3 separate regions of the Rattus norvegicus genome follow, and all the other regions are linked to region 3. Evidence: chromatin contacts called from public Hi-C data. All regions are on one chromosome and are shown on one strand. The core of a region is the stretch at or near the end of the contact, and the rest is flanking DNA. Distances in the headings are between cores, read along the strand shown.

Region 1 (2,797 bases), core at 271-2,770, 100 kb before region 3:
GAGTAGGGATAATTTGCCCAGTAATTGTACTAAAGATGATTAAATAAATTTAGCAGTCCCAGTCTCATTTATTTATGAGCTAGCTGAGAACATCAATAAATACGTACTTTTTAAAATGCATTTACATTTGGCATCCAGCCCTGCCTACCTCTATTCTCCCAGTAATTGACTGTGGTTTCTTTCATAAAACCACTCAGAGAAGACTGGAGAGCAAAGTTTATACAACATCATTTTATGCTCAAGAGAATGTGCTCGTGGAACTGTAAGTAAATCGTGAGGGCCAGAATTTAGCATCTGAATATATAACAACTTTGGACCGACCCCCCCCCCAACAAATTTCTATGTTTCAGCTCTGATACAAAGATGTAGGCTCTTACAGGTTCTTAACTGGGGAGTCATATAGGTTCTCATGAAAGATTTATGGCTGGAGAGTTGACTCATTGGCAACAAAAAGTGTATTGTTCTTCTAGGGATCCTGGGTTCCATTCCTAGACCCATATTGGGTGGCTTACAACCATCTGTAACTTCAGTTATGGGGTACTCCAACATTATCTTCTGATCTCCACAGTATAGACATGGGGCACACAGACATATGGGCTCACACACGGAAGGATATAAAAAAATAAATCTTTTCGTTTTTAAAGACAACAATGTCTAGATACTCTTGGATCATACGCATAGTAGGGCATATGAAGTCATGATGTTTACCACCAAAGTCATATATATTATTACAGCTGGGAGTATACAGCTTTCAATCACCCATTGATGCACTCCATGTACATTTTGCAGTTGAAACTTTCGAAGAACTAGAGGTCCCGGTTGAAAGAATCAGGTGAATGCATACATGTTAGAGAAACTCACAGAGGAGGATTATAGTGATTACTTTTCTTTACTCATTCATTACTAAAACTTTTTTGAGAGCTTAATGTGTTTAATATTAGACTTGTATCAATAAGTATATGAGGAAGTGAGATTTGACAAATAAAACTTTGTTTTTGGAAATCAAACTATGCCCATGCTTCCTTCCTGTCTGAAATTTGAACTAAACCCTGGACATGAAAACAATCTCTAGAGTCTATAACTGCCCTGGTCCTAAATTCTTCTTGAGTTATAAAGTGGAAAAACTTAATTTTTTTTTTTGTTGTTGTTGTTGGAAACTCCTGCTCAGTGGCTCCAGATCACTACTCTGACACTATCAGACAGAAGTGGTACAATTTTCCCAATTATAAAATGAATTATGGGGAGCCAGCTAACCATGCTCAGTCATTAAATAAAACTATTTTGACTGGTACATTGTTGCTCTGCCAGAAAACATGGGCGTTTTGTTTTTTAAGAATTTTTTTTTTTGTGAGCAGTTGCTTTGAGAAAAGATTGCATTGACCTCGCCTCAGTGTGAACAAACAGGACAGCAAGCAAGAAGGTGTGACGTGGAGATTTTGTGCGATGGGGTAGAGACTGTGTGTTCACATTTTAAAGAAAGTTTCTCTCCATGCAAAGAACTGAAGCTCGAGGTTACACTGTGTCAATGGTGACATATCACCAATCACTGAAACACTTCATCTGCACGTGAAGATTTGAGAGCTGAATAGAAGACTCTTTGTAACGCAAAATGGTATTGTTACCTTCAGGACTGAGAATTTGCAAAGAATTTGGGGTCATTCTTTTCATAACGATCGCCAAAGACTTCAAAGGCACGCTCAGAAAATGATTTAAATCCATCAACAACAGGCAAGCTCCAATGACATTTCATTTGAAAGTAGTTTCTTGGAAAAAGCAACGGGAAGAAAAACTTCTTAATAGAAGTAATCCCTGCATGATTTTTAATCACCTCATATTTCCAGTAATAACTGTGGCAATAACTGTGTGCCCATTATTTTTCCAGCTTACCATTTTCCACTCAAATATCTCCAACTGGTTCTGAAGGAAACAGCTGTTTTCAGCTGAACCATCTGAGGAATTTGGTTATCTCATCCAAACTATGACATCTTGAATCATGAATTAATGGCATGCTTATTCATTGAAGCAGCTTTCTGTTTAAAGGGGACTCCCCCTGCCCTCGTGTGTGCAAAAGAGCATAAATCACAATTGTATACAATCCTCAAAATATAATGCAGTAGTCAAGTTCTCATCAGAGGCATGCTCTAAAAGAACATTAGCCTGCTGACCAGATACTTTAAAAAAAAAAGAAAGAAAACAAAGAAAGAAAAGAAAAAAATTTTTTTTGCAATTTATGTTAGGAAGAATGGGGACAAAGTTCAGGGACAGAGAGCCACCCTAGCATATCTTAGACGCTGCAACCCCCAGTACTGCAAAAAGAAAGAAAAGAAAAAGAAATATGCATTAGGGTTTCATGGCTGAGAATATTGTTTTAAAATATTCTAAATTTGATTACTAACACCTGGGTCAGACGCATTTTATTTATGAGTTCCCAAAAGCTTTTACTGAAGGCTACACATAGCAGTCTACTTCATTAGAAAGTTCATTAGATAACTCACTTCCTGAATACTGACATATAGCAGGATCTCTTTCTACATTCTCAAGAATGACTGAAAAAAAATACATTCCAATCCATGGCATGGTTAGGATTGTAGCTCCTTTGTTCACACATGTGGAATCCACCTGGGTTCAAAAAAGCTAGTTCTGAAAGAATTTTATGAAACAACTGCTGCCCTTATAAAAGTAAATAGTTCTGTAATAGTCTGGAAAAGTGAGCTATGAATTAGTAATAGCCTAAGTACATGTTATAGGTTATTTATACAGAATGTGAGAACTCAAATCAGTGACCAGATGTGCTACA
Region 2 (2,700 bases), core at 77-2,576, 94 kb after region 3:
TCCCATTGTGACTTTCCTCTGAAGCTCTTTCTCTGAGTCCATCCACGTCTTCCGCGTTGAAAGTCGTACAGTCTTGCAAACATTTTTCCGTGTAATAATCACCAAAGACAGTAGTAAACCTAATAAGGCTGTTGTTAGAGACATAAGAAGTACAAAAGAAAAAATTAAAGGAATTTTCAGTGGCACTGATAAAATTCTGAAGGTTTAGTACTGCCAGTCTGACACTATTCAAACTGCTTACACTGCCTCAGGCCAGTGCAATAGGAGTGTGTGTGTGTGTGTGTGTGTGTGTGTGTGTGTGTGTGTGTGTGTGTGTGTACGTACGTACATGTGCACACATGTGTACGCATGTGTGCATTTGCATGTGTCCCTGTCTCTGTGTTATTAGCACTTGGTAAACACTGGAGAAACTATTCGATTTCAGAGACTTTTATATGCCTAGGAAAGGAAAGGAAATGGAGTTCTGGCTTTCAGTCAACAATTGCCAGTCACCTCCTCTGTGCCAGGTTCTGTCCATGAACCTCAGAGGTGATGCTGAACTAAAGTGGACAAGGTCTTTGCTCTCAGAGCTTACAGGCAAAATTGGGAAATAGATCTGAACGTATCAGTCACACGAAGGAATTGTATCTTTAGAAACAGGAAAATGCAATCGAGGAAGAATTTCCCGTTCTGCGGAGCCCGCGTGACACATGGATCTATCAAGGCTGAAGCCAGAGAACCCACACCTGTCACCTCTGTGCCAGGATGTGGGGATGTTTGCAAGGGTCACAGCGCGGTCCGTCCATCCATCCTTTGCAGTCAGGGCCACTGGATGTGTGTGCATCAAGTAATCCACACTTGTTTTCTGTATGTGTGCCTGGAATAGACTCCTTCCAGGACACCCAGTTGGCACGCTCCAGTGACAGAGTGAAGTAGGACCAGGAGTTGAAGAACAATGTCATCTTTTACCCGAGAAAATAAATTCTTTATGTTTGTTTCCTCTCCGCGCATGTTGTGTTTACTATGGAGACCTGGCACGGTTTGAGCCCCAGGCTCGGCAGCTGAGTGGCTCCCACAGAACCCTCCAGAGGCTGCCAGTGCATACTGAATGAATCAAACCCGGAGCGTTACATGGATGTCATGGAAAAACCCCACAGTCCTGTCGCCTCAGCACCTCAGCGAAAGTTCAGGACACACCTCTGAAGCTGCAAAGGCTCCTGGAACACCCTCCGGTCTCAACATCTTGCCATGACACAAGCAGGATTGTTTTGTTAATACATGCAGTTGCCAGTACATATTTCATAGCTAACAATGGGGTGTTTGTGTGAGTTTCGTTTTCACTTTGACCAGTGAGGGAAGTGGAACACAATGGGGGCAGTGCAGAGCTGGGAACAGGACACATTTTCTTTAGGATTCCCAGGGCTGCGTACGTGGAAAATGCCAGGGCCAAAACAAACACGAGAACTTGTCCAGGTCCTCGGTGGCTCATTCTCGGCTGTAATAAAACATGGCTGAGTCGCCGTCTGATAGGCTGACTCTGCTCACAGCCATCGATGATTACTGTATGAGTTTCTCCCATGTACAAAAGAGAGTGGGTTCTGCAGTGTACGGGAAAACTGCTGTAGGCGGGTGTGGATATGTGGGCATAGTATGCCAAGCCCTGCTGGCAACGCGAATACATAACCGTTCTCCTTGTCCATAAAAGATAGGCATTCATTCGCCCACCTAAGGCCAGCTCCTTCGTAAGTGGTCACTGTTATGTATTAGTTCTAGACAAAAAAAAATAGGTGAGCTGTGATGTTCCTGCCTTTAACATCTCTATGGGAATACACTTGAGTGCTGTGTCAGGAAATGATCCGCAACTTTATGTAATAAGACAGCTTCCTCTTTGTAAGCATGCCTGACCCAAAGGTATTATTTCCATGCCCAGACTGTGAGGCATGCATGGTCCTTGGAAGTGCATGAAAAACAATGTTTCTATAAGTAGGACTTTTGTGTCCTTTTTAATTCTTCGCCTGTGTGAACTTCTTGTCTGCAGCTGTCACAACCTCATTTTCTCTGAGCTTTGATAATCTCGTAATGTCAGTCAAGATATGCGAATGAAATTTTGTAACATTTGGCTTACCCGTTCTTAGACATTCAGCTCATGTTTTACAGGGGGTGAGTAAGACAGTGAGGCCTGATTCTCCAGTACCTAAATAATGAATCCCAGCTCGGGACTTGCTTATACATTTGTTTACAGTGTCACCGCAACCTCCTGGTCTCTCCTCGTCACCAGGCATACACATCAGTTTATCCGACTAATTATCTAATACCACCAAATGTTTCACTGTCCTTTGCTTCCCAACTCCCTGTTTTCACAGGAAATCGGTGGGTACATTTCCAGCTCTTCCCACTGCACAGCCTGCGTAATGGCATCATCAGTTGTGAACACACAGGCACAGATACCATTTAATCATCTCACGCTGCTTTGCCCCTTCTGATAATAACTTGACCCTCTCGAACCCCAGCAGATGAGCGTTTCTATTGCGAATGTCTGTCTGGGTGTCCGTTAACCTTCGGGCCTTATCCTTCCTGACTCATGATCACAAACCCCTCCTCACCACCCTAACTGGTACAGTTACGTTTCCTGTATGCTGTGTCTTTATTTAAAGATTAAGGTTTCTCAAGGCCTCTGTTGTAACCATGATATCTCAAGGAAAGGTTGATGATAACCTCCTT
Region 3 (2,700 bases), core at 100-2,599:
AACAACTGAACGGGGAAGGGGCGCCTGACTACGCGTGGGACCTGGCCTCCAGACTTTGGGGAACCGAACGACCGTCTCGGCTACCGACCTCCAGCCGTCCCGGAATATCGGGCAGAGGTTCGGTGGTCGTGACACAAGGGCAGTCTCCTCTCACACCCCGGAGACCTACGTTTACTACCCTTCACCCCCACCGTCGTAAGGGCGGTTGCTTTTGCACGGGTTGAAAACTTTAGGACCAGCCCGGTTTAGCTAGCTAAATCCCGAAGTTACTTTTTCCGTACAGGACGAGCCTTCCCCACACCCTTGGGATTAGTGTGTGTGTGGGGGGGAAGCACTTCTCCCCTTCCAGGGCCCCTCGCTCTCCCATCTCTAGTAGCCCCAGCCCTCCTCTACCAGATGGTCTGTCCTCCCAGAGTTTCCACCAGGGAGGTCCTCCGAGTCGGAGGCAGAATTTCGTCTCCCACTAAGCTTGCCATACCCCCAAAGACCATTTGTGTGAGCGAGTCCCTTTTAAATGTCTCTCGGTAGAAAAACTGAAAGTAGAAAGAAAGGAAGCAATTTCCGAGCAGATGTCTGACCACCCCTACTCGCATACTCCCAGCATCGGGTTACAGGGTCCTGGGAGCCCCAACCCGGTTCTGCTGCCCCACATGGGTGAACCCCTGGTGCATTCACGCCAGCTTCTGAACTCCCCCAGGACGCCCCGTTCCCCGCACGTCCAGGCCCCCGGAGTCAGAGAGGGCAGCTGAGAACAACGGTATAGGTATAAATATTGAGCCGTGACATTGACGCGCCCGCCGCTTCCCCTCCCCCGCGCTCCCGGCACACTCTGGGTTGCTCGGCACGCCCCCTCTCGTCCCGCTGCCTCCCGCGCGGCGCTCATCCCCGAGGGGCCGGAGCAACCTCTCCTCGCGAAGACTGCACGAGCCCTGCTGGGGAAGAAAAAGTAACTTGGTTTTTCTCGGAGAAACCCGGCCGGATTAGGCAGCTGGGGCGAATAGAGGGGAGGAGGAGGGGAGCTGGTGGAACCCGGTGAAGTCTCCCAAGCAGCCTGATCACACTTTCTCCTTGTCCTCCCGTCTCCTCCTCCTAGGTGCAGAGATTGTGGGCAGACTATGTAATCGCTGCGGAGGGGGAAGAGGAGGGATCGGCGCTCTCCTGCGGCCGCAGCGCGGCGACTCGGCTAGGCGGAGTTTCGCGGCGGCTGCGCCCGGCTTGAGCCCGCGGGCAAAGAGGTCGGTCCGTCCAGCCCGGCGGCCGCGAGTCCGACTCCGGGCGTCCCGGAGGCGTATAAGGCAACCAGTGAGCACCCGGTTCCACTGTGCCGCGCCGGCAGCCTCCAGCCAGCATGGAGAAGGACAGCCTGAGTCGCGCCGACCAGCAGTATGAGTGCGTGGCGGAGATCGGGGAAGGCGCCTACGGGAAGGTGTTCAAGGCCCGCGACCTGAAGAACGGCGGCCGCTTCGTGGCTCTGAAGCGCGTGCGAGTGCAGACCGGAGAGGAGGGCATGCCGCTCTCCACCATCCGCGAGGTGGCGGTGCTGAGGCACCTGGAGACCTTTGAGCACCCCAACGTGGTCAGGTGAGCCTAGAGCCCTGGCTATCCGGTCCGGGAAGGTGCTGGGCAAGGGGCGGCTGGTGACCCAACTAGAGTAAGAGTTGAGTTTCCCCAGATAAAACCGATGACCTTGCTGGACAGGGCAGAAAAGGAGACCTGCGGTGAATTCCCAACAGCCAAGCAATTCTGACGAGCTTTCACTCTGCTTGCCTCAAGGGATCCGGGGGCGTTGGGTGTCTTTTAGGGACAAAACCCAACAACCCCCAGAAACGCCCCTCCAGCCCTTATTTAACTTTTCCCGTTCGTGGGGGAGTTTTTGAGAGACAGAGTGAGGTAGTTATCCAGCTTGTGATAAAGGGTGGAGCATAATGTAAATAAAATTTAAGAAAATGCAGAAATGTGTAAGAATGTGTTTGCCAATCACACCCACATTGGTGGCATATATATATATATATATATATATATATATATATATATATATATATATATATATATATATAGTTGTAGAATGACTTCTGATGGTCTTAGAAGTTCAGAAGTTTCTACTCTGATGCCTAGTGTTAAACATTGTTTGAAAAATGTCTTTCGAGGCTGGGTACTAGGAACACTGAATCAGGAAGATCCAGAGTTCGAAGCCAGCCTGAGCTACAAAAGACCCTATTTGAGAAAAGAGAGGGAGGGAGGGTGGGGAGGCGGGCACTTGCTTCTCAAACCGCTACCTGATTGTCTGTATCATTTAGTATCTGTGGACTGGTATGTTCTGACTTAGACTGCCTCTCTTGGGGGTTAGATGTGAGTCTGCGCTTTAGATTTTAAGACCTGTTTCCCTGGAAAAGTTGTGCAGGTGGGTGAGGAAGCATTCTTAACCAACTCTCCTGCGATTGAAGATAATGGTGTTTTCTAGAAGATGCTGGGATTTCCCCCACTGTGCCTTTTATCCTTCTCTCTTTTTAAGCAGTTGCATTGCTGGAAGTTAAAAGGGAAAGCACAGACCTTTCCATAAATTTTCCATAAAATTAGAGTTTACCATTCGCAGCTCTTCTTTTCGTCTGGGATTCCTTACAACCAATATGTGCCTACTGTATGCCCTGGGGATGAAATTATGTAAATAAGCACAGCTAAATATTTTTGTAGAAAGTCAAA

What was found. Hi-C and Micro-C count contacts between places; a contact is called where the count stands out from the background.
Region 1: a Hi-C map of Schwann cells shows a contact between it and region 3, with 2.4 times the contacts expected there. The contact joins the enhancer-like site here to the promoter of Cdk6 in region 3. A contact is called at or near these places in 2 of 12 Hi-C or Micro-C datasets (the Rat2 cell line and Schwann cells).
Region 2: a Hi-C map of Schwann cells shows a contact between it and region 3, with 4 times the contacts expected there. The contact joins the enhancer-like site here to the promoter of Cdk6 in region 3. A contact is called at or near these places in 3 of 12 Hi-C or Micro-C datasets (Schwann cells, mammary epithelial cells and psoas muscle) and 1 of 1 datasets of contacts at active chromatin or transcription factors (oligodendrocytes).

The regions. Positions count from the first base shown.
Region 1 is chr4:31,883,389-31,886,185 of GRCr8, reverse strand. No RefSeq gene overlaps it. Among named protein-coding and RNA genes, the nearest start is that of Cdk6, 100 kb to the right of the region's middle. Within about 2 kb of position 1,520, at least 5 of the 93 cell types and tissues checked have an H3K27ac peak or open chromatin away from gene starts, as enhancers often do. A contact at or near this core is called in Schwann cells, where this site is marked.
Region 2 is chr4:31,685,962-31,688,661 of GRCr8, reverse strand. The region is part of intron 3 of Cdk6 (cyclin-dependent kinase 6); the gene reads left to right. Among named protein-coding and RNA genes, the nearest start is that of Cdk6, 94 kb to the left of the region's middle. Within about 2 kb of position 1,326, at least 58 of the 93 cell types and tissues checked have an H3K27ac peak or open chromatin away from gene starts, as enhancers often do. A contact at or near this core is called in Schwann cells, where this site is marked.
Region 3 is chr4:31,780,151-31,782,850 of GRCr8, reverse strand. It overlaps Cdk6 (cyclin-dependent kinase 6), which reads left to right and starts at 1,349. Exons shown (of 7, transcript NM_001191861.2): 1 at 1,349-1,581. The coding sequence starts at 1,349.